4 separate regions of the Mus musculus genome follow, and all the other regions are linked to region 1. Evidence: chromatin contacts called from public HiChIP or PLAC-seq, Micro-C and promoter capture Hi-C data. All regions are on one chromosome and are shown on one strand. The core of a region is the stretch at or near the end of the contact, and the rest is flanking DNA. Distances in the headings are between cores, read along the strand shown.

Region 1 (5,953 bases), core at 897-3,396:
TCATTATTCTCCATGTTCTGTTCTGAGACACAGTCTCTCTGTGAACATGGTCCTTGCTGATTCAGGCAGACACGAAGCCCAGAGATCCTCTGCCTCTGCCCCCAACCCCATCCCAGGGATTACAAGCACTTGTCACCACACTTAATTTTGGTTTTGTTTGTTTTTTTTGCTGTTTGTCTGGTTTTTGTTTTGCATGGGTGCTTGGGACCGATGCCTGAAGAGCAAATGCTTTGCCGACTGAGCTCTCTCCCCAGCTTTTTCAAAGCCTCTTGAAAGTGATCCTTATTTTAAAATTCAACTTTCAGCAGTGTGGGCCAAGCTGGTAACAGAAAGAAGGCAGTGAAGAAGCTGTGGGAAGCCGGCAGTGGTAGATTAACTTATTGTTGCTGCTGTGAGAAAATATGACCAAAGTCACTTGCAGAAGAAAAATTCTCTTTTGGCTAATGGTTCCAGATGGATAGACCTTAATGGCAGAAGAGGCAACAGGGGGTCAGGACAGGAAGGTGAGAGATGACTTCTGTAACCACAAACATGGAGATGAGAGAAGATCGGAGGTAGGTGAGACTATGAACTCTCAAAAGCTAATCACAGGGGCACATCTGTCAGCCGACCCCACCTAAAGGTCCCCAAAGCAGCCCCACTGACAGAGAAGCAAGTGTTAAAATATCCAGTCCTATGGGGATGGGGGACACATCTCAACACCACGAATGTTGACAATTGGACACTAAGGTCAAAAGGCAAGAGTCAGGAGAGACATCTGGCTAGTTACAGCTGAGGAGGAGACAGCTGAGTAGGTCAAGAGCACACAGAAACAAGGCTGAAGGTGAGGGTGGAGGGTAATGTGGGATAAAGGATAGAAGACTACACAGGGCCAGTGAAGACTTCCGGGTAACTGCCAAGATCGCAACTCCACATAGCAGCTTTACTTATAAAAATCCCAGAGAGCAATGAGATACTCTTTATAAGGTGAGTGGTTAAAGGGATATATTCTTTTAATGGAGTATTACTGAACTCTGAAGTGAAACTTGCTTCCTGCTGTCCCAGAGCACCCAGGAAACCAAGCTTCATGATCCTAAGGAAGGAAACCATGGTAGTTTCTGGATGCTTGAGGCCAGACGTGACCTTCTGGACAGGGCAAAATGGTTGCAGAAGTCGAGTCCAGGGTCTGGGGAGAGCAGGGCCCTGAGGGCAGCCCCGAGGGCCTGTAGAAAGAGTGAAACTGGCCCTGTGATGACAGAGGAACGTTGCTACACCAGTATATCCAACCTGGTGGGATGTGCAGAGTGGACTGCGATGCTGCTCACTGATTTTAACAAATATATCTGTATGCTCCAAGGCTGAATTGGAGGGTGGAATACCTTCTATTTTCTGCTTGGTTTTTCTCTGAGTCCCAAACTCCTTTAAGGATAAACTCTTCAAAGAATTATTTTGGGTTTTGTTTTTTGTTGTTGTTTGTTTTTGTAAGATTTGCCTCTGCCTCCCAATTGCTGGGATTAAAGGCATGTGCCACTGCCTGGCTAAGATTTATTTATTTATTTTAAGAGTACTCTGTTGCTCTCTTCAGAGACACCAGAATAGGGCATCGGATCCCATTACAGATGGTTGTGAGCTATCAGGTGATTGCTGCGAATGAACTCGACCTTTGGAAGTGCAGTCAGTGCTCTTAACCCCTGAACCATCTCTCCAGCCCCTACAAAGAATTTCTTTAAAGAGTCTGTTTAAGAACAAAAAGACCCATAGACAGGCAACTGTGCTTAGGCTGCAGTTGAGAACTGAGCGAGCAGTTTCCCAAGTGTTAAAGAACTTTTTACTAAAGAGACAGGGAAGAAGGAATCGACTTTTCCAAACAAGATGTGCCGCGGGCCCAACTCTGAGCCCGGGCCTTCGAGTCCCTCGAAGGCACAGGGATGGGGACATCGGGCACCGCTAGAGCACACAGGAAGCACACAGGGCACTCAGGTGGCGCAAGGGAGCAGCGCATGCGCGCTGTAGGGGGCGCCAGGCCGCATGTGCGCCTTCAGAGCCAGAGTGACTCAGGGCCAGAGTGACTCAGCACCTTCGCTTCCTGCTGCTTTGGGACCTCATGGGAGATATGTAAATGAGCTGGAGCATCGCGGGACTTGGCCCTTTATAAGGCCGCGTTCGTCCTCCCTGGTGTTCAGTGCTTAGCGAGGAGAGCCTGGCTCTGGAGTCCATTAGCTGGCACCTGGGCGCTCAGTCAGGGAGGTAAGGATGGAAAGGGACTGGGCCGGGGGCTGAGCCGGGCTGGGTGCGGTGGGCCTGGGTCGGGTGGGAGCACGGTGGGCAGAGAGGAGATCCTCCTGGCGTAGGCTTCCCGGCCTCTTTGGTTGGTAGCCGGGCGCAAGTGTGAGGTCGGGGCCTTGAGCCCTGAGGACACCTCTGATGTCACCCCAGCCTGTCCAGAGTGAACAGGGAACCCCGGGGGCCAGAGCCCCAACACCCTCTCCTCAGGGGAGCCCTGCAGCGGGCCCAGCAGGGTGAGCCAAACCTCATTTTCTCTGTCTTTCTAGCTCCCCATATATTGGAGCAAGTGTGAAGCTGAAGAAGTTTCTGGAAGCTCAAGCCTGTCTACTTCTTCAGAGAGGTATTCATTGAATTCTCACCCAGTTCTGGTACCACTGCCCCGTGTCCTGGAGCCCCAAAGCCCCTAGACCTACTGTGCCCTGTTTTCTCCCGTTTCTCTCATTCTCGCCTTTCCCACTTATTTCTAGCCTCTGTGGTTCTGTTGACCTGACCTCCTCAGTCCATCGAGCAAGTCTGAATCTGTGTGTCCGCTTAGCTGCAGACAGACTTCTTGACCATGTGTCCCCCAGTCAGCGTTCGCCATGGGGCCAGGGGCATGTCCTGCCTCTATGAGGCATGGCTGTACCATCTTGTCCATGGGGAACAGACGAAGATCTGCTTTGCTTGCTTCAAGGCAGCTTTCCTATTGAATAAACTCTACCTGGAGATGGGAGACTGGCAAGAGGAGGAAGAGGAAGAGGAAGAGGAAGATGCTGATCTCCTGGAATACTTGTCAGAGTCAGAGTCAGAGTCTGAGCAGGAGCCAGGGCCTGAGCAGGATGCATGGCGGGGATTGGGGTCCCTTTATGTGCCACAGAGTGTCTCTGAAGGGTCTGGGGTCCTGCTGCCAACCCCTGTGTGGACACAGGGCATACTATTCTCCATTTTTGTGCCCACTGAGCTCTTTCCTCAGGAAGCTGTACCCCTGGATCTGGGTCCTGAGGATGCTGAGTGGACCCAGGCCCTTCCCTGGAGACTTGATGGGCTTTTTCCCTGCTCGCACCAGCTCATCCCTCCTCTGACTTGGTGGGATATTTTTGATGTGATGCCATCTCCTGGGCAACCTGTGTTGTTGGAGTTGAGATGCCACTGGCCCTTGGACCAGACAGTAGCACAATCCTGGTTGCAAGACCAGAAGTTTGTCCTCCTGTTGGATAGCGTCCAATCTAGGTGCCACCTGCTGTCAATGCGTGTCCGCTGGGTCGTAAGGACTCAGGTCCAGCACTGGCAGGTGTTGCTGGACCCTGGTGAGATGTGGGTGGCCCATTTTCGGAAAGAAGTTGGGCAGCACGGCCTGTACCATCAGAGCCTGAATCCCTGGAGGCTGAGCATCCTGACAGCTTCAGAATTAGGGATGGAGTTATTGCCTGCCACCTGCTACCTGTGGAATAAAGGCTTCTGGGTAGGTTCCTTCTTGCCCTGGCACATTAACATGCCAGAGACCTGGAGCTGGGAGCCAGGAGAGAGGCTGTTTATCACAGATGCTACTATTTGTGGTACTGACTACCACCTTGCTCAGTCTTTCCTTGATTCCCACCCCACCCCCCACCCCCTCCTGACCCTTACTCCCTGATGCACATTCCTGAGACACTAAAGCTCAGACATTCCCCAGGGCCCTGGGGACTGTGAAGAGCAAGAGGTTGCCTGTTCTGAGCAGCTCAGGGGAACAGTTGGTCCAGGACTTGAGGGGGCATCTTGAACATCCTGTGAGCTTATGAACCTCAGAGGGAAGTCTGGCATGTTCGTGTCAGTGTTCAGTGTTTGGTAGGTGAGGCCTAGCTGTATGTTTAGCTGTATGGAGTGTTGTGTGGTGGGTGTTATGGGGGCTCCGGTCACAGATCTACGTATGTATGGACTCTGAGGCACTAGTTGACCTTACTGTCATAGGGGTCATATGCTTACTGTCTTAGGGTCAAGATACCTGATTTTAGGGTTCACTGTTTTTGTTGTTTTACTTTGTTCGTTACTCGTGCTCCTTTTGAGGGCTTTTGTTGAATAAAGTTGGTGTTTTAAATTTTATTGTTTTATGTGTATGGTTTTGCCTCTACAGTACCGGCTTCACACCTGATACTTGCAGCAGCCAGTAGAGGGCATCAGACCTCCTGAAGCCAAAGTTACTGACAGTTTTGAACCACCATATGGGTGCTGGAAATTGAGTGTGGCTCCTCTAGGAGAGTAACCAGTGCTTTTAGCTGCAGAGCCATCTTTGTAGCCTCAGTTTTCAGTGTTTATTGGAGGCCTTGTGCAGTTTTCCTGAGTGGGTCTTGGTGGAGTAACCTCCCCAACTTCTGGGCTCGGGCTTGTGGGATGGTATCCCACAGAGCTGGGAACATGGTACAGTGGGTTTTGCCCTTTCCTGAGTCCTGTGGGGAGTTTGTAGTATGTCCTGTGACAGTCTACATAACCAGCAAGTGCTCAAGGGTTTAAAATGAGAAAGAGCCCTGTGTAGAAGTTGTATGTCGTCATCTAGTTGACGTAAGTATGTGCCCTAGAAGTTGGAAGGGATCTGTGGACCAATCCATGTGTCAGATCTACTACTATGAGCCAGAGTCACACCTCAGCACTTGCATAACCTGCACAGATGGTAGGAAACAAAGGCCCATGTGTCTCGTCAGTGGACACTGAGTGGCCCATCTAGAAATATCTCTGCCGTTCTGTGGGTGTCCCTGGCTGGGATCACCTTCCGGTGATTTAAGTTGTTCAGTTGATAAAGACCCACGGGTCCCAATCCTGGGGTCATCTTGCTGGTCAGTTAACCATATGATAGGATCTGATTATAGGTTTTTTTAGTTTTTTGTTTTGATACAAGATCTTACTATGTAATCCAGGCTAGCCTCCTGCATCACACTACTGAACACAGGGATTTCAGGTATTTGTCATACCCTCACCTCACTTACTTAACTTTGAGTGTCATTTTTTTTTCATATGTCTTCCAGAGGTGTCTTAGTCACTTAGGGTTCTGATGCTCATTCCTGGAGCGATGGCACCACAGTGCTGTTTAAAGAACACAGGAAAGAGGCAGCCTTGGTGGTGTGTCTCCTTCAGGGGCCTGGAGCCTGTGCTTCAATGGATAACCTAATCCTCCTAACAAAGTGGGCTTGTCCCTTCTGCCGTCCCTCCTTTCCCTCCTTCCTGGTTAAGCAGTCAATCCCAGCAAGCATTTTGATGTTGTTTTGTTTAATTATTTTTTAAAGATTTATTTATTTTTATGTATATGAGTACACTGTAGCTGTACAGATGGTTGTGAGCCTTCATGTGGTTGTTAGGAATTAAATTTTTAGGACCTTTGCTGGCTCTGGTTGGCCCCGCTCGCTCAGTCCCTGCTCGCTCTGGCCCAAAGATTTATTTATTATTATACATAAGTACACTATAGTTGTCTTCAGACGAAACAGAAGGGGGCGTCAGGTCTCATTACCGATGGTTGTGAGCTACCATGTGGTTGCTGGGAATTGAACTCCGGACCATCGGAAGAGCAGTCAGTGCTCTTACCTGCTGAGCCATCTAGCCAGCCCTTGTTTTATTATTTAACTTTACTTTTATTACTGTTTGTGTTTGAGAGTGTGGGTGGTGCACACATGCCATTGTGTACAGGTGGAGGTCAGAGGACAACTCTCTTCTGGGCACTCCAGTCATGAGCAAGGGACTTTAT
Region 2 (6,825 bases), core at 1,115-3,614, 290 kb after region 1:
GAGCCTTCTTAGTCTGAATGAGAATGGTCTGACCAACCTGAGATCCCATCCATAGTCAGTTTGCCAAGCACTTACAAAGAAGTTTCTGAATGGAGTGCTAATGCTTCGTGTTCAGGTGCAGTGGTAGGAAGGGCCCCAAATGGAGACACCAGTCACATTTCGTATAGATGGCTGTCCTGCCCGTTCTTTGCAGTGACATTTCCATGCTGTCAAGTCCATTTACTTAGCATGGCCTTGAAGAATCATAACCAGTAGTGAGGGGAGCAAAGAAGGCCAGAGTGTGTTTGTGTTTGACATAAGCCTGCGAGATCGACTCCAAATCCATGAGGACGCAGAGAGTTAACAAAGCTTTCCTCTGATCTGAGTGGGAAGTCAATGCTGCCTGCAGAAAATGGCCACTGTACTCCTTTCCTCACAGATATTACTGCCTGAAGACTGATCCCCGCAGGGACTGCTCCTACTGAGATCAGTTAAGCCCGCCCTCTTGATTTAGCTGCATACCACAACCCTGCCTACTCGTTCAGCTGTAAATAATAAACACACTGATGTTCTGGGATCTTGAAACTTCTCCATCAGACATCCTTCCCGGCTTTTCTGTGTGTTCATGTGTGTTTTTTCCTTCATTCCCTCACTACCCTAATTAGGTCAGTCCCTGGAGTTGTGTAAGACTCCGCACAGAGGGAAGACACGGACACTGCACTTGGCTTTAGAATCAGGTTAGAAAAGGTCGTTGGGGTAGAACCCTGGCTCTGCAGTCCGCCACTCTGGCTACCATGATTAGGAATGATCAAGCCACATTAGGAGGCCATATCAGTCAATGTTCCTTGCCTGAGTGTGTGCCCAGGTTCCAATCATCCCACATAGCTGCCAGATGCAGGAGTTATTCAAGAGCCTCTAGGGAACCCAGTCTCAGTCTGAGCCCATGACAGGTCACAAGGACCCTGGGGATGGCCAGCACTGACAGGCTTTGCCCCTCTGAGGTATGACAGAGCTCCTAAGATAGGCTCCTCAATGAGGGCTATGCCTACCGAAAACCCATGCAAATGTTATCTCTTCATGTGCTTTGGGCGTCATCTTAGTGTGAGGCTGGTCGATAAAGGAACAGCTGTAGAACTGTCAGCTGGCAGGCCATGAGAAAAACATTGAGCAGCACAGTGCAGCCAGGTCTTCTTGACACATGCTGGGAAGAGTCTTATCCCGCTAGGGCCTGAGACTAGAATTCATAGGATGGAGCCCAAAACCAGACTTGGTTTCATATGTTATGAGCTATGTCTCAGCACTGGGACCCAGGCAAGTTAACTCCTCTATACTTTAGTTTTGTCATAGAGAAGGCAGGAGCTAATTATAGCATCCTCTCAGGATATTTGTGAATGTAGCTGACATTCACTTGTGCCCTGGCACATACTCAAAGCTCAGCAATGGATCTATCCACCCACTAATCTTCCTAGTCCCTTTATAGTCAGCTGGGGACATTGCAGTACAAGAGAGGGACCAGCAGCTCATGGTGGGAGCTGCCATCTGAGGCAACCTCTCCTAAAACACTGAAGGGTTAGCACAGGCTGTCTCTTATATCAGTCTGTGGATGTGTTCTTATATGTATGTGTGTGTGTGCCCATGCATCCATGAGCATATATGTCTGCTGCTTTCCTATCATGGCTGTCTGAAATCCAGAGTTCCACCTACCCTGGGTGGAGTAGGCTGCTGCTATCACACCTCCCACAGTAGCCTCTATCACTCAGCCCTGTGGCATTAAGAGGTGCCACTAGGGCCTAGCCAGGGCACCCCCATGGCTAGGACTCCACCCTTATCTGGACAGTGAGATCTTCTCCATGGGATATCTAAGTCTCTAGGCTATGCCTTGTGTTGCAAGGATAAAGAAGCCCTGACCCAAATCTTTCTGCGCTCTTTCCTGATTCTCCCAGTTATGCAGAGAGCACGGTGCCCAGGGTAGACCCCAGGTGGGTGCAGATGTTCTGGGACTTCACGTGCATTCTGTGAGGACACTCCCTTTCTGTCTCGTGGCTTTACAGAACACCCGCCACCCGGTCTGGGTTCTGTTTCTATAGGGTGTGTTGTTGGAGGAGAAATTCTGAAATGAGCTTAGTAATGAGGGTATCGAGAGCTTTTGCATCCCTCCTTCTCCCACAGCAGCCCCGGGTGGAAATCGCCTTGGAGAGAGAAATTCCTCGCTCTCTTCCCCCTCCCACCCTAGCTCTGGTGCCCAAGAGCATGCAGGGATAGCATGCACCGGAGGTAGCTAGGAGCCAGCAAGCCTGTGTCAGACAATGTTGTGACAGCGCTACGCCCCGCCCCCTGATCCGCCCTCCGCGCGTGTTCCCTTCTGGTCCCCGACTCCCCCTCCTCTGCGTCACCTGACCGCATTCTGCACCTCAACTCTCCATGGAGCAGCTGCTGCGCGCCCAGCTTCACACCACAACACTGCGGGCCTTTGGGAGCTCCGGAGGGGGCTGCATCAGCGAGGGCTATGCCTACTACACTGACAGTGGCCCCGTGTTTGTCAAGGTCAATCGCAGGACACAGGTGCGCTGCCCGGTATACAAGGATAAAGTCTAGGAAGGGGAAAGAGGAATGCAGGATTCTGAGAAGTGGTGGAGGAACTAGACCTGGCGTACCCAACGCTCTGCTGAGGGGTCAACCAGCACTTGCATGCAGGCAGCTTCTTGGGACCAGAGGGTTTCTCTTTGCTGCATGATTATTTTCTTGCTTTTGCTCCCACACAGGGGCTTTAAATTTTCTGTAATCACTGACCATGGGGGAGGTGAGTCTTAGCGGTAAGCTGCTTCTGCCCATGTCTGGTCTCTGCTCTGACCTCAGCTCCTGCATTTTCCCAGCAGGTGAAGAGAGACAGGATTCCCAGGGCTAGGTTAGCACCATCGTTCTCAAAGGCTCTGTTGGTTTCTAGGACGTTTAAGATATCCCCGTTTAAGAATGTATGGAGCCAGGCATACATCTAAACCCTATCACTCTGGTACTTAGGAGGCTGAGACAGGAGGATGGTGAGTTCCATGTCAGCCTGGGCTACATGAGGAGAAGCTGGCTCAAAAACAAAAACAAACTAACAACAACAAAAGAATGCATGGAAAACTGTAAGACAACTGAGGACTGTTAGCTAGAGTCCCTGAGAGCAAGCTGTGCTGGCACAGCATGGTGCTCCCCTTCTGTGGGGGGAGGACTCCAGAGGTTCTGGACTCTGTGGGGAGTAGTTCTGGATAGTGGTTATAGTATCTAGGATGCTCCTGGTATCATTAGAGACGGTGAAGGTAGCACCTCCCTGCTTTCTGTGCAGCGTTGGCCTGGTTTGGAGGTTTACCCTGGAAGCATGGCTGAAGTTTGCAAATGCCCTTCCACAACAGGCTGCTCAGCACATGCCTCTTTGTCCCAAGTGCAGGTTGGCGATTTGAGTGTACCTGTCTGACTTTTCCCCTTGAAAGGGGATTAAGGGGGAAGAATGGTTTACATGTGTGATAATAAATGTTTTGGCTTCAAGTTTCACTTTTAATCAACGATATCCAATTTATTTTGTGTGTATGTATGTATGTGTGTGTGTGTGTGAAAGCTCTGGTTTGCATATTCATGACGTGCGTAGAAGTCAGTGGATAACTTTTGGGGAGTTGGTTCTGTCCTTCGGCCTTATTTTGTGGCAAGGTTTTTCTTGTTTCTGCTGCCACACGGCCTGTTCTAGGCTAGCTGGCCTGAAAGACTCCAGCTGACTGTTTGTCTCCCATCATGTGGTAGGAGGGCTGGGATTACAGATGCACACCACCACATCTGGAACACACTACCACATCTGGATTTTTGGAGATCAAAGCTGGGTGATCAGGCTTGAATGCTTTTACCCACAGTCATCTACTTTTTAATTTTTACAAATGTATGATTCTATATGTAGAAGTGTTCACAAACCCCATGAATAAATGCATGGGGGGGGGGGCTGAGGATGTCATTCATTGTAGAGCATTTGCCTAGTGTGGACAGTCTCCTGGGTTGAGCCTCCCAGCACCACAAATAAATAAGTAAATAAAATGCATGTTTTTAACCAAGGTATAGTGAACAATATGAAAGTTTGCTAAAAATAAGTGGGGGTATTTCTAAGTCACTTAGAAACAAGCCTCTGCATCCCAGAAAAGGCCTGTGGACAAGCTGGGTATACTAGCTTCTCTAGTCCTTGCTAGAATGGAGCCAGGCTCTTCTAACCTCACCACTCTGCCTTCTCTGACTCAAATGTGATCCCAGGTAATTTCTACCATGCCCAAGGCTGCCTGCCCCCACTTAGAGGCATGAAGGAAAACAATACCTTGGAGGACTCAGTCCCAGCCTCAGACTTTGTTGGTTCACACTTCACTTGTACCCATTCCTCTCACCCCACCCCCACCTTGCATCCCCTTGTGACCTGTGCATCTTCCACCGCAAGGCTTTGCTTGTGTGAGTCTCCCCTTAGACCCCTTGAATTCTGGCATCAGGCTTGTCCTTTCAGTTCCTTCTTACCTGAAGGGGTCTCTCTTGAACACTGGCCTCGAGAGATGGAGGTGATGCTGTTTTTCAGTAATTGAAGGCACTTGGTCTTCTGGCTTGTGCCAAGGGCCATGAGTACTTTGGTCTGGCTAGCAAGGTCCCTGTGAGGGTCCAGGATTGCAGAGCTGACAGAGCTCATGGCATTTGGATGCAGGCCCGGCAGATGTTTGAGGGAGAGATGGCGAGCCTGGAGGCCCTCCGCAACACTGGCTTGGTGCGGGTTCCTAAGCCCATGAAGGTGATTGACTTGCCAGGAGGTGGGGCTGTCTTTGTGATGGAGCACTTGAAGATGAAGAGCCTTAGCAGGTGAGTGCATTTGTGTGTATGGGGAGGGAGAGAGCCATGTGCATGTGCAAAGATAGGGAGAGGCTGACATACATATAGAGAGATATGCACAGAAAGAGAGAAAGGCGAGTTTGTACACAGAAAGAGGCAGGGACAGACATAGACACAAGACACAGAGAAACAGACACAGAAATAGAGAAGACAAACAGGTGGAGAGAGAGAGAGAAATGGAGAGAGAGGGAGAAGGGGAGAAATAGAGAGGGAGAGAGGAGAGAGAGTGAACACTAGGTAGCAAGGGAGAGAGAGAGAGAGAGAGAGAGACTGAACACTAGTGAGCATTCTCTGTTGAGCTGCTTACATAATTCAATCCAGTTGCCAGAGGTTTTTTTGTTTTTTGTTTTTTTTTTAAAGGTCTCACAATGCAGTCCTGACTAGCATGGAACTCACTATGTCATGCTGGCCTCTGCTTTCCAAGTGCTGGGATTAAGGGCATGTGTCAAGAGTTCCTTTTTAAAAGATGTATTGTTATTACATATGCATATATATATATGTATATATATATATACACCATATATGTATATATATAGACACACATATGTATATGTATGTATGTATGCCCACATGTATGTGCACCATGTGCATATCTGGTGACCATAGAGGCAAGACAAGGGTGTTGGGTCCCCTGGAACTATAATTCCAGATGTTTCTGAGCTGCCATGTAGGTGCTGGGAGCCTGGGTCTTCTGCAGGTCCTCTTAACGATGAGGCATCTCTTCGGTTCCAGTCCCTGGAGTCCATCCTTTACTTTTTTGGTTTTCTCTTATTAGACCTGAGATCCTGAAAATGAAGCTTCTATTAATTCTCCAACTTTCACAAGAGTAACCAAGCCAACTTTCTCTTTAAATCTTTTTAAAAATATTTATTTATTTATTTATTTATTTATTTATTTATTATATGTAAGGACACTGTAGCTGTCTTCAGACACCCCGGAAGAGGGCATCAGATATCATTACTGATGGTCGTGAGCCACCATGTGGTTGCTGGGATTTGAACTCAGGACTTCTGGAAGAGCAGTCATTGCTCTTAACCACTGAGCCATCTCTCCAGCCTCCTCTACTAAAACTTTAAAAAAGTATTTTATGTGTATGGGTACTTTGGCTGTATGTATGTTTGTGTGCCACATTTGTATACTACCCTCAGAAACCAGAAGAGGGGGTTTTAATCCCTTGTACCTGGATTTACAGAAGGTGTGAGCCACTCTGTGCATCCTGGGAATTGAACCCAGTTCCTCTTGAAAAGCAACCAGTGCTTTGAACTGCTAAGCCATCTCTCCAGCCCCCAGAGTCCTAAGACAAAGATTATTGCTGTTTTTTGTTTGTTCATTTTGGTTTGGGTATTTTAGTTGTGATGAGGCTGCATAAAGTAAGTGTATTTGAACAAGTCCCTTACTTTATGCTGTGTAGTCTACTAACCCAGTTTGACCTTAGAGAGGCTGATCAGTTACCTAGCAACTTAATTTTTTCTCCATTACAGTCATGCATGTTCATTGTATAAACTATTGAAGGACAAACTCTGGTAAAGGAGGCATTGGAATGTTAGCAGCAGGGAGTTGCCATAGCTCATCTCAGCGTGACTGTGGTCTCAGGGTCTCTCCTATTTATATTCCTTTGTGCCACATGGCCAGTGGCTGCTGAGATGCTACAGAAATTATCACACAGCTCTCACAATACTTTGGGTTATTTGTTTGTTTGTTTGTTTAAGAAAGGGTTTATTATTGTACTGTTTAGAGAGCCTTTAGAGCGTTTACAACATCTCTCAAAGCAGAGCATGCTGGGTGCTGTTACTTGTTTGTTGCTGTAGCTGCCGCCGCCTTATTTCCTTAGTCAGGCATCAAAGCTCGGGGAACAGATGGCAGACCTGCACCTTTACAATCAGAAGCTCAGGGAGAAGTCCAAGACTCGGCAGAACACAGTGGGTAAGTCTGGTTCCTTTTGTTTTATTTTGTTTTGTT
Region 3 (6,600 bases), core at 4-2,503, 470 kb before region 1:
GGGAAGAAAAAAAAAAAAACATGGCATTGTAGTCTTAAAGAATTAGCCTATAGCTGACTAATTTACTACCCAAGGAAAGAGGGACCTTGATTATGGAGGATTCCGACTTTAACTTGAGCCTGACCATGGTCAAATTTCACATGCTCACTTTCAGAACAATCTGTATCTCTTGATGGCTGTCCATTTTTCTCACTGCACCTCTCTAAATGTTCTGCCAGAGGATTCTAACAGTGGGACAGTTGAAAGAAAACAGACTTGAGGGTTTGTGAGGTTTTGTTTTAAATGCTAGTGTGTAAAAAAGAAAGGAAGAAAACCAAAGGGGACCCGGGAAGGTGGGCAGCACAGTGAGGGTCTAAGGTTGCATAGAACACGCAAACTCTTCCCATTCTTTTCCCCATGTTTGTCAATACACACGTGTGACACAGATGCTGTATACCAGCTTCTCCAGTCAGATTTGGAGATTTTTACAACAATCCCAAGGACCATAGGCAAAGCATTCTCCTTGAAGTCATGGTGACAAGCTAAGAGAGGGCCTGAAGTCAACAAGATGGCTCAGCAAGTAAAAGTGCCACCAAGCCTGGTAACCTCAAATGAATCCCTCAGTCCCACAAGGTGGAAGGAGGGAACAGGCAAGTTCGCTGACAATGCACACAGGTACCATAGCATGCCTGTACCTGCTCTTCCACAGACACACAATAAAAAAAAAACACATAAAATATAACTTTATTATTATTGTTGTTGTTATTTTTTCAAGACAGGGTTTCTCTGGGTAGCCGTGGTTGTCCTGGAAGACTGTTGCTCTGTAGACCAGGCTGGTCTTGAACTCAGGGATCTGTTTTTGCCTCCAACATACTGGGATTAAAGGCTTGCATTACCACATCAGTCTCAATAAAATATTTTTCTAAAAGGTTGTCGCCATGTGACGATGATGATCACAGGAACACTTGAGAAGGGAGGCAGGATCAGTACTTAACGGAGTAGGTACAAAGGCTAACTCTGGTGTGCGCATACCCAGTACTTGGTGACAGACAGGTAGCTGTGGGCCCCAGGCTGGCCCCAGGCAGCATAGCTTTCTTGCAGGCAGCCCCCAGAGCTTGGAGGTTCCCAGGAACACGTGCCTCCGGATGAAGAAACAATGTCCCTGACAGAACTGTGCTCCTTCCAGGGAGGTGCCTTTGGTCCGCGCCGTCGGGACGCCATCAGGCTGCCTAATAGCAAAGCAGAGCCAGAGCGCCGGGGGCGGGCCCGGAAGCGAGTTGGCCCCGCCCCCGAGACCGCGTGGCTGTGCGTCCGGGCTGTTGCGGATAAAGTTGTTTGAGGCGAGCCGGCTGCGGTCACGTGAGCGGAAGATGGCGGCCCCGGCGGGCGGCGGGGGCTCCGCGGTGTCGGTGCTGGCCCCAAACGGGCGGCGCCACACGGTGAAGGTGACGCCGAGCACCGTGCTGCTGCAGGTGCGGCCGCCGGCCCGGGTGGGGAACGGGCGGATGGGTGGACCCGCGGGCCGCCCGGGGTCGCCGCATCAGGGCCCGCCCCTGCGGTTGCTCCTAGGGCGGTAGGGCGGGACCGGGTCCCGGTGGGCGGGGCCTGAGGCAGCCAATGAGCGCCTTTCGCGCGGCTGTCCGCCCCATCCTCTAGATCTGGGTCCCGGGGGCGGGGCGGGATACTTGGAGGCGCGTTTGCTGAGCACGGTGGGGTGGACCCCACTAACAGGGTCGAGCCTTGCGAGCCCCAGAATCTTCGGCGCTTGTCCGAATCCAGCCTTCTCGGTCACCGGGAAGAGTGGCGTTCCTTCCTGCTCAGCTCAGGGGCGTCCCTCCGGACCCTAGGGCCTGTGTTCCCGGAAGTGAATTTTGCTAAGTCACTCACGGCTTTTGATTGTTGCTGTTTGTGACCTCGTATGAATTACACCTGCTTATTAAACCTCTGTTGTTAGGTTACAAAGGCGTACACGATTCATATCTGTGGCAGGGCCATACAGAGTGACCTCCATTTGGAGCTGCGCTCATGTAGAGGAGGGTTCTGGTCATGCAGCAGTTGCACAAAGACTGCCGGGCCACAGAGTGGCCGTGGACACAAAGTTCAGTAAGGCAGATTATTATTTGTGGCTAGAGGCCTCGCAGAGCCTAGAACATGGGACCAGGGGTGGACAGGCTAGGCCATAGTTGGAGGATTAAGTCAATAATGGGTCCCCAGTAGGAGGGGAGAGAGTAGACAGGATTTGCATGTAGTTTGCTTGGAGCTGGTGAGTGAGATGTTTGGTGGGCTGGCCAGTGCGCCTACTATCAGTTGAGGTAGGTTTTACCGATCATTTGTCCCACAGGTACTAGAAGACACATGCCGGCGGCAAGACTTCAACCCCAGTGAATACGACCTGAAGTGAGTTTGCTTGGACTCAGCTGTGGGCTTCTCAGTCTACCTGGTCCTTTTCTCAACACATACTATCTCTGCCTTAGAAGCGCCCCCATAGGTACTTTAATACAACAGAAGTTTATCCTTGCCCAGTTCTGAAGGCAAAGTCCAAAGTGCCCAGAGTATGGTTGTGCCACCCCCCCCCCCCAACCGCCCCCAGATTCTCTGTGTAGCCCTGACTGTCCTGGACTTCACTTTGTAGACCAGGCTGGTCTCAAACTCACAGAGAGCCTTCTGCCTCTGCCTCCACAATGCTGGGATCAAAGACCCCACCCCCACCCCTGTGGCTATACTCTAGAATATTCTAGGGAAGAGGACTCATCTCTTTCAGCTTCTGGCTGTCCTGGTATTTCTTGGCTTGTGACTGCATCAGTACAACTTCTGCCTTGATCTTCAAACGGCCCGAAGACACAAGTCACTGGGTTTAGGGTCCTCTGGTTAGTCCAGGGTGACCTTATTTAATTTACTCTCTTAACCTACATTCATAAATACTTGTGACAAATAAGGTCATTTTCACAGGTTTTAGGGGCAAGAACAGTGATGTATCTTTTGGGGAGCACTGTCTAAACCCACAAATGCAGGGTTTTGGCTGTCTGTGTAAATTCCTGGTAGGACAAAGGAATGGCTAGAAAGCTGTAAAGGGATTGTTCGCCTCCCAGCTGCTGTAGTCCTCCCATGTCTGGGTCTCTGGGTCAGGGTGTTAGTACAAAGAGAGCAGTCCTCCACCAGGTCCTCGGGTCTGAGGCCATAGGAGGGATGCAGGTTTCTGTCTTAAGTAGAGCTTTTATTCTTGGAGACATGTTTTCACAACATTGTCCTAACACAAGAAGCCCACTCTCTTGGCCTTTCCCATGCTGTCGTGTGGGCTTTCTAGGAAGAAGTTTCTTGGAAAAGATACCTATATCAGGCCATTCCAGTCTCCGGCTCCCGTTCTGGTCTTCTAAGAATCCCAGAACATGTGCTCTTGAGTGGCCAAGCCATCTAACAATATCCTGCCACAAAGCTTTGTGCCAGCTCTGTTCTGTTAACCTGCCCATGGTCCACGTAATGGTGTCTGGTTGGAGCAATGACTATAATTTGAGCCAGTTCCTCTACAACACTACATTAGCTCTGCCCTTGTCTCCCTTTCCATCCACTGACTGTAATTTGTTTAAGAACTGCTCCCATTGCCCTGGCTGGTGCCTGGCTGTAAACAGAGTGGCCTCTTCTCTCCACCCAGTGTTCTCAGCTCTTAGGCCTGATGTCCTGGTTCCCACTAGCATTTTCTATGGCAGTTTGCTGGTTTTGAACCTATGTTGAGGGTTCGGATCAACCATGGCTGATCCCTGTCAGCCGATGAGAACTAGCTGATGAGGTGGTCTTGTTCTCAGTTTCTCCCTCTCTCTCTCTTCCTCACCTCTCCTCCCCATTTTCCTCTTTCCTTTTTCTTTTGTGAGAACCTATGTAGGCCTGGTTGGCCTGGAAGCATTGTTTAGACCAGGCTGACTTTGAGCTCACAGAGATCCTCCTGCCAATGCCTCCTAAGTATTGAGATTAAGGGTGTGCCACTGTACCTAGCTCATTGTCAGCTCTTCTAAACACCCTTGGGCTTTATTAACAGGTCCTGTCCAGAAAACTCTTATTTCCAACAGTGTCTTGCATTTATAATGTTGGGCTAGTCACTTTGTATATTCAAAGTGGTTGACCATGGACCATATATTAAAAATTCACAGCCGGGCAGTGGTGACGCACGCCTTTAATCCCAGCACTTGGGAGGCAGAGGCAGGCGGATTTCTGAGTTCGAGGCCAGCCTGGTCTACAGAGTGAGTTCCAGGACAGCCAGGGCTATACAGAGAAACCCTGTCTCGAAAAACCAAAAAAAAAAAAAAAAAAAATCACAGATTTATCTGTCTAGTTCTGTCGTTTCCTGTTGTCCTCCCCCATGCATGTCTAGTAAGTTTTGTGTTGTCAGAGCTGTGGGTGGAGCTTTTCTTGGGCATGTGAACTGTAGCCCCTATAGTTCTCATTCCCAAAGTGTCTTGGGACCTAAGGGGGTCAAGGATGAGGAGGCTGTTGGGTAGAGACTGGCCCTTCCCTGGGTGATTTCCCCCCCCCCTCCTCGATGATGATGGCACTGAGGGAGCCTCTTTCCCTTCTCTTCCAAGGGGCAGGTATTGGTTTCCTGTTGGCCCATCAGGGGATGCCAGGAGCCACGCATCAAGGTCCAAGGCTGCCCTTGTGTGGCCTAAAGTGTCATTGAGCTCTCTAGTCTGGGCTGAGTTGTCTTGACGGGCAGACATCTTGGAGGCTGTTTCCTGTATGTGCTTGAGCCTTCACTGACCTCCAGATCTCTTGCTTCTTTAGTGTTTCTGAGAAACCAGATGTTTAAAACCCCCTGCAAGCCTTGGAGCCTCACTGTTCAGGATGCCAAGGGGCTTTCAGGCTTGCCTTGTCCTCCAGGTGTGGGGAGGAGGGGCTACGTTGATCTCTCTTTAGTGGTTGGAGGCACTGAGCTCTCTTTAGGCCTTCCTGCACATAAACCCCTCAGGACTTAAGCAGAGAGGTGACGGCTAATGTGACTGACTGGTCTGGACTCACTCTGAATGTCTCTAAGGACATTGGGCTGGGCTGTCCTAGAAGTGGTTTTGTAGGATCTGCCTTCTATACTTGCTCCACTTTCCTTTGGATAGCAGCGAGCAGCAGTTGTAGGGATGGGGTTTCTTGGGCTGGTGTATATTGCCTAAGGCCAAGCAGCTTTGGCAGTTGTAGTGACAGAGGGTAGCCTGTTACACTCACCTTGCTCTTGCTTGAGACAACTTTCCCTTTTTTTCTTTACATTTTATACGTAAGTTATGTTTGGTACGTGTGTGCCCAGCATGCTTGTGGAGATCCAGGTCAGAGGACAACTTGCTGCAGTTCTTCCCTTGCACCACTATGTATGGCTTCTCATGAAGCAAGGTTTTACTACACCCAAGCTGGCCCGATCTCTATGTAATCAAGATGACCTTGAACTCCTGATACTTGTGTGTCTTCATCCTGAGCCTGAGAACTGGGAAGACAGGCATGGGCCACCATGCCAGGGTTGTGCAATACTAGTGATTGAACCCAGGCCTTATGCATGTTAGGCAAGCACCCCACCAACCACGCTACAACTTTCTGAGGGTCAGTGGGCTGGCCAGTATCTGCTACAGTATGTGCAGGGTCCACCCCTGCCTTTTCACATAGCTCATCCTGTTCTCTTCCTGTCCTCATCCCTGCCAGCCCTGTGCCTATCTAAAGCTCCTGTTAGTCCAGGACTTTGCCTCTTGTTTCTTCAGGTCCTGACTTTCTGCTCTTGTAGCCAGGGGAACAGCAGGCGTGGGGCTGTGTCTTTAGGACAGTTATGGCTGTGTTTGTTCTGCAGGTTTCAGAGGACGGTGCTAGACCTCTCTCTCCAGTGGAGATTTGCCAACCTGCCTAACAATGCCAAGCTGGAGATGGTGCCTGTGTCCCGTAGCCGCGAGGGGCCTGAGAACATAGTAGGTGTCCAATGGGGAAGCACAGTGGCTCCACTTCTCTCTCTCTGCTGGGTCTGTGGAGCATTGGATGGGACTTCCGTGGGCTGACTGGGAGATGTGTCAAAGCTTTGCCCATGGGCCTGAGAAGGGCTGGAGAGGTTGAAGCTAGTCCTGGGATCCTCTGCCTTCCTCAAGCAATCAAGCTAGAGCTGTATTTCCTACTGGAGTAATTCAGGACTGGGAGTGAAAACTTTTTTCCATTGTGCAGGTTTTTTGTTTTTTGTTTTTTTTTTAAATTGTGTTATTTGTGGTTTGGGTTTGGTGGGGGTTATTGGTAGCATTTCCCTACCGGCTAGATGTTTCTGGTCCGAGATCCCTGGTTGCTGTGTGGCCATGGCTGGACAGTTGCTTCCCAGCCAGCCTTCCTTGGGTGCTTGCTGTGGCTCCGTTGCAGCTTGGCCCACCAGCTGATAGCATCTAGACCAGCGGGTGTCCAGTGCGTCACGATGTCCTTGGGGGTCAGATATCAGACACTTACGTTATAACTCATAACGGTAGCGAAGTTACAGTTAGTAGCAGTGGAATAATGTTGTGTTTGGGGTCCCCACAGCATGAGCAGCTGTATTACAGGGTCGCGGTGTTAGGAGGGTTGAGGTCCACATGCAGCCTGCATACAGTGTGGTACTGCATTCCTGGGAAGCCCTTGGGCGTCACA
Region 4 (6,250 bases), core at 1,397-3,896, 350 kb before region 1:
CGTCATGGAGATCTAGACCATACTCAAACGTGAGGCCAGGCTGCCTGCTAGACCCCAACAACCACCCTGGGAGCCATGGCCTCACCTGACAGCCAGCCTTCTCCAGCATCTGGGCGTACCTCACTGTCTTGTCAATTTCTGGGAAGACACGAATTTTGCACGTGACAGGAACAGAGAGTCGCTCATGAGCCAACAGAACTGAGAAAAAAGACAGCCTCTGAGGGAACCAGTGTCACTCCAAGGTGGCAAAACCCCAATATGTCCCCATGGGGCACTGGGAGCTAACAGAACTAAGGACAGTGTCCTAGGACTTCATGTCTGATCCTAAGGGGATAGTTGGTATACACCAGGGGACTCTATAGTCACCTCCTTCCAGGAAGTAAAGTGCTATGGCCAAGAGCCCCCAGTGGGATCATCGGTGTCCTCTTGAGCCCCAGTCAAGTAGCTGTGCTTATGAGCCCTGTCAGACTGTCTCTGGGGCGACTCACTCACTGACACAGTGGTATATAGCCAACTCACTCATTCTTTGAAGAAGGTCCCACTCCTCCTGCAGAAAAGCACCATAGTGACCTGCAGAGGATGAGAGTGGCCCCCATTGCACCCACGCTGCTATCAACTCCCTACTAGGCCAGCTCCTCAGAACACAGTGGACTCCACAGCTACGCCATGTGTATGAGCACCAGCTTCTACATGGCCTCCCCAAGGTCAGCAGAGGCTCTGGGGAGAGCAGAGGGAAAGGGAAACCAACCAGCTTTCTTAGCCCTGACTTTGGAGCTCTGCCTGCTGTCAAAACTCCAAAGTGGGCCACACAGCCTAAGATCATAATGGGTGCTTGGGGGCCCAGTGAGCCTGAATTGTGGGATTAGAGCCAGGGACCCACACCAGCTGGTCACAGTTATCAGAAGGATACCTATGTGGCCAGCAGAGTCTGGTCCCCAGTCAAACACCTGAGGACTCTTCAGGATGTTAAGTTCAGAAAAAGGGCTGCTTGCTGGCTACAGGTGCCACCACAGTCAGAGGCAGGGATTAACTCTCCCCATGTGCACCAATACCCAGGCTCCACTGGAACAGGCCTGGACCCCTTATTTGGAGGCCTAGTGGGCCTAGTATTGGCCTGGACAGGTGTCAACACAGGACTGGAGCAATGACCTCACCTCTCTTGGCTATCATCTGTGGGCAGCCCAAGTTCAGGTCAATGGCATCACAGTAATCTTGTGCTAGGAGAGCCGCCTGGACAAACACCTCTGGGTCATTGGCACAGAACTGAAGAAGACACGAATGCCACCCTCGGTCAGCCCAGGCCTAGGACTCTCCCTGCCTAGGCCACCCAGCCCTGTGAGGAATCCCATGGTGACTCAGTGAGCTATGGTCTTTCCACCGACATTGACAATATGACAACCACTAGGAATATGAGCTATAATGACATGTAACAGAAGCCACTGGCACAGACTTGTAAAGAACTGTTGGTTCTCGACAGGAGGGTACTGAGACGGAGAAGGATCAAGGTGACACTGGTGCTACACTCCTCACGTCCTCCAAGCTGCCCCTTCACCGGGACTCTGGCTAGTTCCCAGTTCTGGGGATGCCCACTCAGCAGCATGTGTCATGCAGGACTTCAGGGACCCCGACCCTTCTCCTGGGTTATATGTATATGACAGGGACAGCTTGGGAATGCTGTCCTTATATACAGGGTCTGGAGCTTAGGTGCTACCCAGTCCCTCAGCTCACCTGCACAATGAGAGGCCTGTCCTCGGGGCACACATCACAATACAAGTTCTCTTTGCGGTAGTTAGCATCTCTAACGAAGACCTGGGCATGTAGCATAGGGGTGTAGCATAGCTGGGCTCCATGGCGGCGGCTCAGAAGTCTCCAAGCTAGCTCACTCTGGTCCACCATGGGTGCCACCACATGTCGGGCACCCCCCAAGGTGCGGCTCCAAAACTCAAAACCCTGCAGTTTGGGCATCCTCTCCACACTAAGGGCAGAAGAGGAACAAGCGCTCATTTCAGCCATGGTATACCATCATACCCCAGGAGGGTACGAAGTTCAACTCCAGGAGCTGACCGCTCTCGTCAGCTTTTGCTGTCGGCTCTCCCAAGAACACGGTGAAAACAAGAGAGGTATCCGTAGGCACAGGGTTGAGGTGCCCTCCCTCCACCTTTCTGGCAGTGACCCTGACATACCACTCACCCTCTCTGGACCTTCTCCCCTTAAACGCCAGCCTGGTGCAGCGGGTGTGGAGGATGAACAGGTCTGTGGGACCTGCACAGCTGAGACCACCCGGCTGCACGAGGCCTGACGCCGCCTCGGATCTTGGGTTGGGAGAGTAGCGAGCACGTCAGCCTCCACGGCTCCTTTCCTGGTCGGGCCCAGAGCCCCCTGAGCTGCCCCTACCTAACCCCTGGGCTGGCTGGGGCCCGAGACCGCCACCGGACGTCCACGGGGCTTGAACTAGGACTACTTCCCGCACCGTCGGAGTTGGCCAGGGCTCGATGAAGGTCTGTGACTGCGGGCACGCTCCAAAGAAAGGGGCACACAAGGCCCCGTAGCCTCTGCCTGACCCGCGGCGCCGCCAGCAGGACCCGCACGAAGGCGGCGGGAGCCGCCAAGCGCCGTGGCTCAGACTCAGCGCAACGCCGCCGGAAGTGCCGGAGCCGGAAGCGTACTGCCAGGCGCTCCGCACCGTCTGCGGTGCAGCAAAAAATAAAGTCCTCGGAAACTGCAGCTCAGCGCTGAAGGGACCGGCCTTGTGGAAACGAGAGAGTTGAGCAAGAACAGACTGCGCATGCCCGGGGTCACGCTGTCCCTTCCAGACAATTGGCACTCGGAGGCCTTTCCTCCCACCTCTATCCCCCAACCCACCTCCGCAATCCAGGAGCAGCCCTTGGTTCTGCAGACACAAGACGTAAATTTAGTACACCACCACAATAGGAAACGAGATAAAGAATTATTACTTCAGATCCTGGGTAGAAAAGGCTACAGCAGGCCAGGCCTTTGTCGAGTAATGAGTCGCTTGCTAGAGGGAAGGAACATGCATAAAGAGATATGGGGCCGGGCAGTGGTGGCTCATGCCTTTAATCCCAGCACTTAGGAGGCAGAGGCCTGGCAGATTTCTGAGTTCGAGGCCAGCCCGGTCTACAGAGTGAGTTCCAGGACAGCCAGGGCTATACAGAGAAACCCTCCCCAGCTCTCAAAAACAAAAATAAAAAAAGTTCTCTCCTAAGTTCTTTTTGTCAGGGTATTTTAAACAGGAAACCAAACTATGGCCGTAAACTGTTACTGTTTTAATAGTAGTGATGTATTTCACTGAGAGAGATCTACCAGACTCTGCCTCCCAACACAGAATTCAAGGCCTGAACCGCCATGTCTGAGTTGTTTGACCACTCTTTAATCCTTCTACACTGCTTCCATGCACCTCGAGTTTTCAGAATCCAGAGTTTGTATCGTGCAACTCACATGCTTCCAGCCTTTCCCTCTGTGGTCAGACTTCCAACTCCACAAACCATTGAGTCCTGCTCTCCAGCCTTGGAACAATTGCTGATACATACTTTATAATGATATATGTATGTATAATGATACATGTATAACGGTATAATGATATAATGTAATATATATGCATTACTCAAGCCATTTATGATACTTTAATTTTCTGCCTTGTAAGGAAATGACAGGAAGCTGGGTGGTGACACCACACCTTTGATCCCAGCACTCAGGAGGCAGAGGCAGGAGCAGCTCTGTGAGTTGGAGGCCAGCCTGATTTAGATCAGAGCTAATTCAGGATAGCCAGGGCTACACAAAGAAACCTTATCTCGAAAAATAAAATAAAAAATAAATAAAGTAAATAAGAGGGGCAGGAGAGATGGCTCTGAGGTTAAGAGTACTAGTTGCTCTTCCAGAGGTCCTGAGGTCAGTTCCCAACACCCACAAGGCAGCTTACAACTGTCTGTAACTATAGTCTTATGGTTTCCAATGCCCTCTTCTTTTTTTTGGGGGGGGGGGGTTTCGAGACAGGCTCCCAATGCCCTCTTGTGTGCAGACATACATACCGATAAAACACCATATACAAGCCGGGCATGGTGGTGCACGCCTTTAATCCCAGCACTAGGGAGGCAGAACTCTGAGTTCGAGGCCAGCCTAGTCTACAGAGTGAGCTCCAGGACAGCCAAGGCTATACAGAGAAACCCTGTCTCAAAAAACCAAAAACCAACCAACCAACCAAAAGACCCACCATATATATATATATGTATATATATATATTCATACATATATATATATATATATATATAAACTAATTAATTTTTTAAAAAAACAAAGAAAATGAAAGAAGAAACTGCACAGCCACAAGCGGACATGACCCACAGCCGGACATGACATGATGGTGCACACCTTGAATCCCTCCAGGTCCCTGGCAGGCGGATCTCTGAGTTCACGGACAGCCTGGTTTACAGAGTGAGTTCCAGGACAGTCTGGGGTACACAAAGAAACCCTGTCTCAAAAAAGCAACACACACACAAAAAAAGTATGCCCCTTACATTTATCCACTTACAGTGTTATGGTCTGACACCTCAGGACAGCTGTAGCCAGTCTGTCCCATGTCTGCCAGCTATTTCATATTGTTGCTGTAACATGCCTCTCAGTCATTGACACAGAGAAGTGACTTGGCGTAGACGGAGAACATGCTGACCACATATCCTGCTTTGTTCTGAATGTTCTGTATGTGGTTTGCTAATCTTAAGAATTCCACGAAGCTTTGTGTAAGACCTATCAAATCAAAGGTCAATAGGAATTGCTATGTCTAAAATATCTTAAGTAAGAACTTCCTGCACCTGTGTGTGAATTCACTGTGGTTTTTTTTTTCCCCTTATAAGATGACAGAAAAATATGCCCATTGTCATTGTTCAGATAATTCTGAGCTATGTCCTTGCTCTGACCAGTTTCTGGGTGTGCATTCAATAAACTATTCTTGCTTAACTGAAGTCAGTGTTCACATGGTTTGTGCGGTGATTCTTGAACCCCAAGGATAGCAGTTCTGGCACTCTTGATCTTGTCTATAGATCTGAGCTTCTACCTGGTACAATTGCCCCTTGAGCTAAAGTTTCTTCTTCTTCTTCTTCTTCTTCTTCTTCTTCTTCTTCTTCTTCTTCTTCTTCTTCTTCTTCTTCTCCTTCTCCTTCTCCTTCTCCTTCTCCTTCTCCTTCTCCTTCTCCTTCTCCTTCTCCTTCTCCTTCTCCTTCTCCTTCCCCCTTCCCTCCTCCTCCTCCTCCTCCTCCTCCTCCTCCTCCTCCTCCTCCTCCTCCTCCTCCTCCTCCTCCTCCTCCTCCTCCTCCTCTTCTTCTTCTTCTTCTTCTTCTTCTTCTTCTTCTTCTTCTTCTTCTTCTTCTTCTTCTTCTTCTTCTTCTTCTTCCTCCTCCTCCTTGTTTTTTTTTGAGACAGGACAGGGTTTCTCTGTGTTGCCCTGGCTGTCCTGGAACTCAGTCTGTAGACCAGGCTGGCTCAAACTCAGAAACCCACCTGCCTCTGCCTCCCAAATGCTGGGATTAAAAGCATGGGCCGGGCTGGTGAGATGGCTCAGTGGGTAAGGGCACCCGACTGCTCTTCCGAAGGTCAGGAGTTCAAATCCCAGCAACCACATGGTGGCTCACAACCATCTGTAACGAGATCTGACTCCCTCTTCTGGAGTGTCTGAGGACAGCTACAGTGTACGTACATTAAAAAAAAAAAAAAAAAAAAAAAAAGAGTGTGGGCCACCACTGCCCAGCCAAAAATATCTCTGTCTTTATAGATCTGCGAGATCAATAGTCTCAGTTTCCCTTGTTTATAAATCTCTGAAACCAAAAAACTAAGAAGAAGGGAAGAAAGAAAACAAAAGCAAACAAAGAAAGAAAAGACAAGGAGACAACAGCTGGACTTGGTTACACACACTTGTAGTTCCAGCCAGCCTGGAACTCTCCATCCTCCTGAGTGTTGAGACTGCAAACATGCCACCACACTTCAGCTCTGGCTGGTTTTCTTGGTGTTCTTACTCTTTGAGTTTGCTGAACTTCTTTCATCCATAAATTTTTTTTTCAGAAATATTTCAGCCATTCCTTTTTTTATTTTCCTTAACGGGGTCTCTAACCCAGGTTGGCCTTGAACTAGGTTTCTAGCTGAGGATCTGAAGATAAACTTGAATTCCTATTCCTTGGGTGTCCCCACCTGCCAAGTACTTCATTTACGCTGTGCTGGAAATCAAACTCAAGGCTTGAATGTA

What was found. Promoter capture Hi-C pulls out the DNA fragments that hold promoters and counts their contacts. Hi-C and Micro-C count contacts between places; a contact is called where the count stands out from the background. HiChIP or PLAC-seq counts read pairs in DNA pulled down with a chosen protein or histone mark.
Region 2: a contact with region 1 is called in a promoter capture Hi-C map of embryonic stem cells. The contact joins the promoter of Fn3k here to the promoter of Tex19.1 in region 1. A contact is called at or near these places in 5 of 39 promoter capture datasets (the HPC-7 cell line, cranial neural crest, embryonic stem cells and 2 more), 1 of 115 datasets of contacts at active chromatin or transcription factors (embryonic stem cells) and 2 of 9 other capture datasets (adipose tissue and macrophages).
Region 3: a Micro-C map of embryonic stem cells shows a contact between it and region 1, with 4 times the contacts expected there. The contact joins the promoter of Aspscr1 here to the promoter of Tex19.1 in region 1. A contact is called at or near these places in 1 of 39 promoter capture datasets (stem cell-derived epiblast-like cells), 1 of 484 Hi-C or Micro-C datasets (embryonic stem cells) and 1 of 115 datasets of contacts at active chromatin or transcription factors (embryonic stem cells).
Region 4: an H3K4me3 HiChIP or PLAC-seq map of stem cell-derived neural progenitor cells shows a contact between it and region 1, with 2.6 times the contacts expected there. The contact joins the promoter of Dus1l here to the promoter of Tex19.1 in region 1. A contact is called at or near these places in 1 of 39 promoter capture datasets (embryonic stem cells), 4 of 115 datasets of contacts at active chromatin or transcription factors (embryonic stem cells, pancreatic cancer cells and stem cell-derived neural progenitor cells) and 1 of 9 other capture datasets (embryonic stem cells).

The regions. Positions count from the first base shown.
Region 1 is chr11:121,143,997-121,149,949 of GRCm38.p6, forward strand. Tex19.1 (testis expressed gene 19.1) reads left to right here and starts at 2,147. Exons shown (of 3, transcript NM_028602.3): 1 at 2,147-2,226; 2 at 2,532-2,605; 3 at 2,733-4,318. The coding sequence starts at 2,822. The coding sequence ends at 3,877.
Region 2 is chr11:121,432,589-121,439,413 of GRCm38.p6, forward strand. Fn3k (fructosamine 3 kinase) reads left to right here and starts at 2,365. Exons shown (of 6, transcript NM_022014.4): 1 at 2,365-2,541; 2 at 4,685-4,836; 3 at 6,698-6,789. The coding sequence starts at 2,401.
Region 3 is chr11:120,671,720-120,678,319 of GRCm38.p6, forward strand. Aspscr1 (alveolar soft part sarcoma chromosome region, candidate 1 (human)) reads left to right here and starts at 1,254. Exons shown (of 16, transcript NM_026877.2): 1 at 1,254-1,451; 2 at 2,321-2,376; 3 at 5,792-5,906. The coding sequence starts at 1,350.
Region 4 is chr11:120,793,749-120,799,998 of GRCm38.p6, forward strand. Dus1l (dihydrouridine synthase 1-like (S. cerevisiae)) reads right to left here and starts at 2,647. Exons shown (of 14, transcript NM_026824.4): 1 at 2,395-2,647; 2 at 1,729-1,975; 3 at 1,155-1,263; 4 at 520-570; 5 at 86-198. The coding sequence starts at 1,965.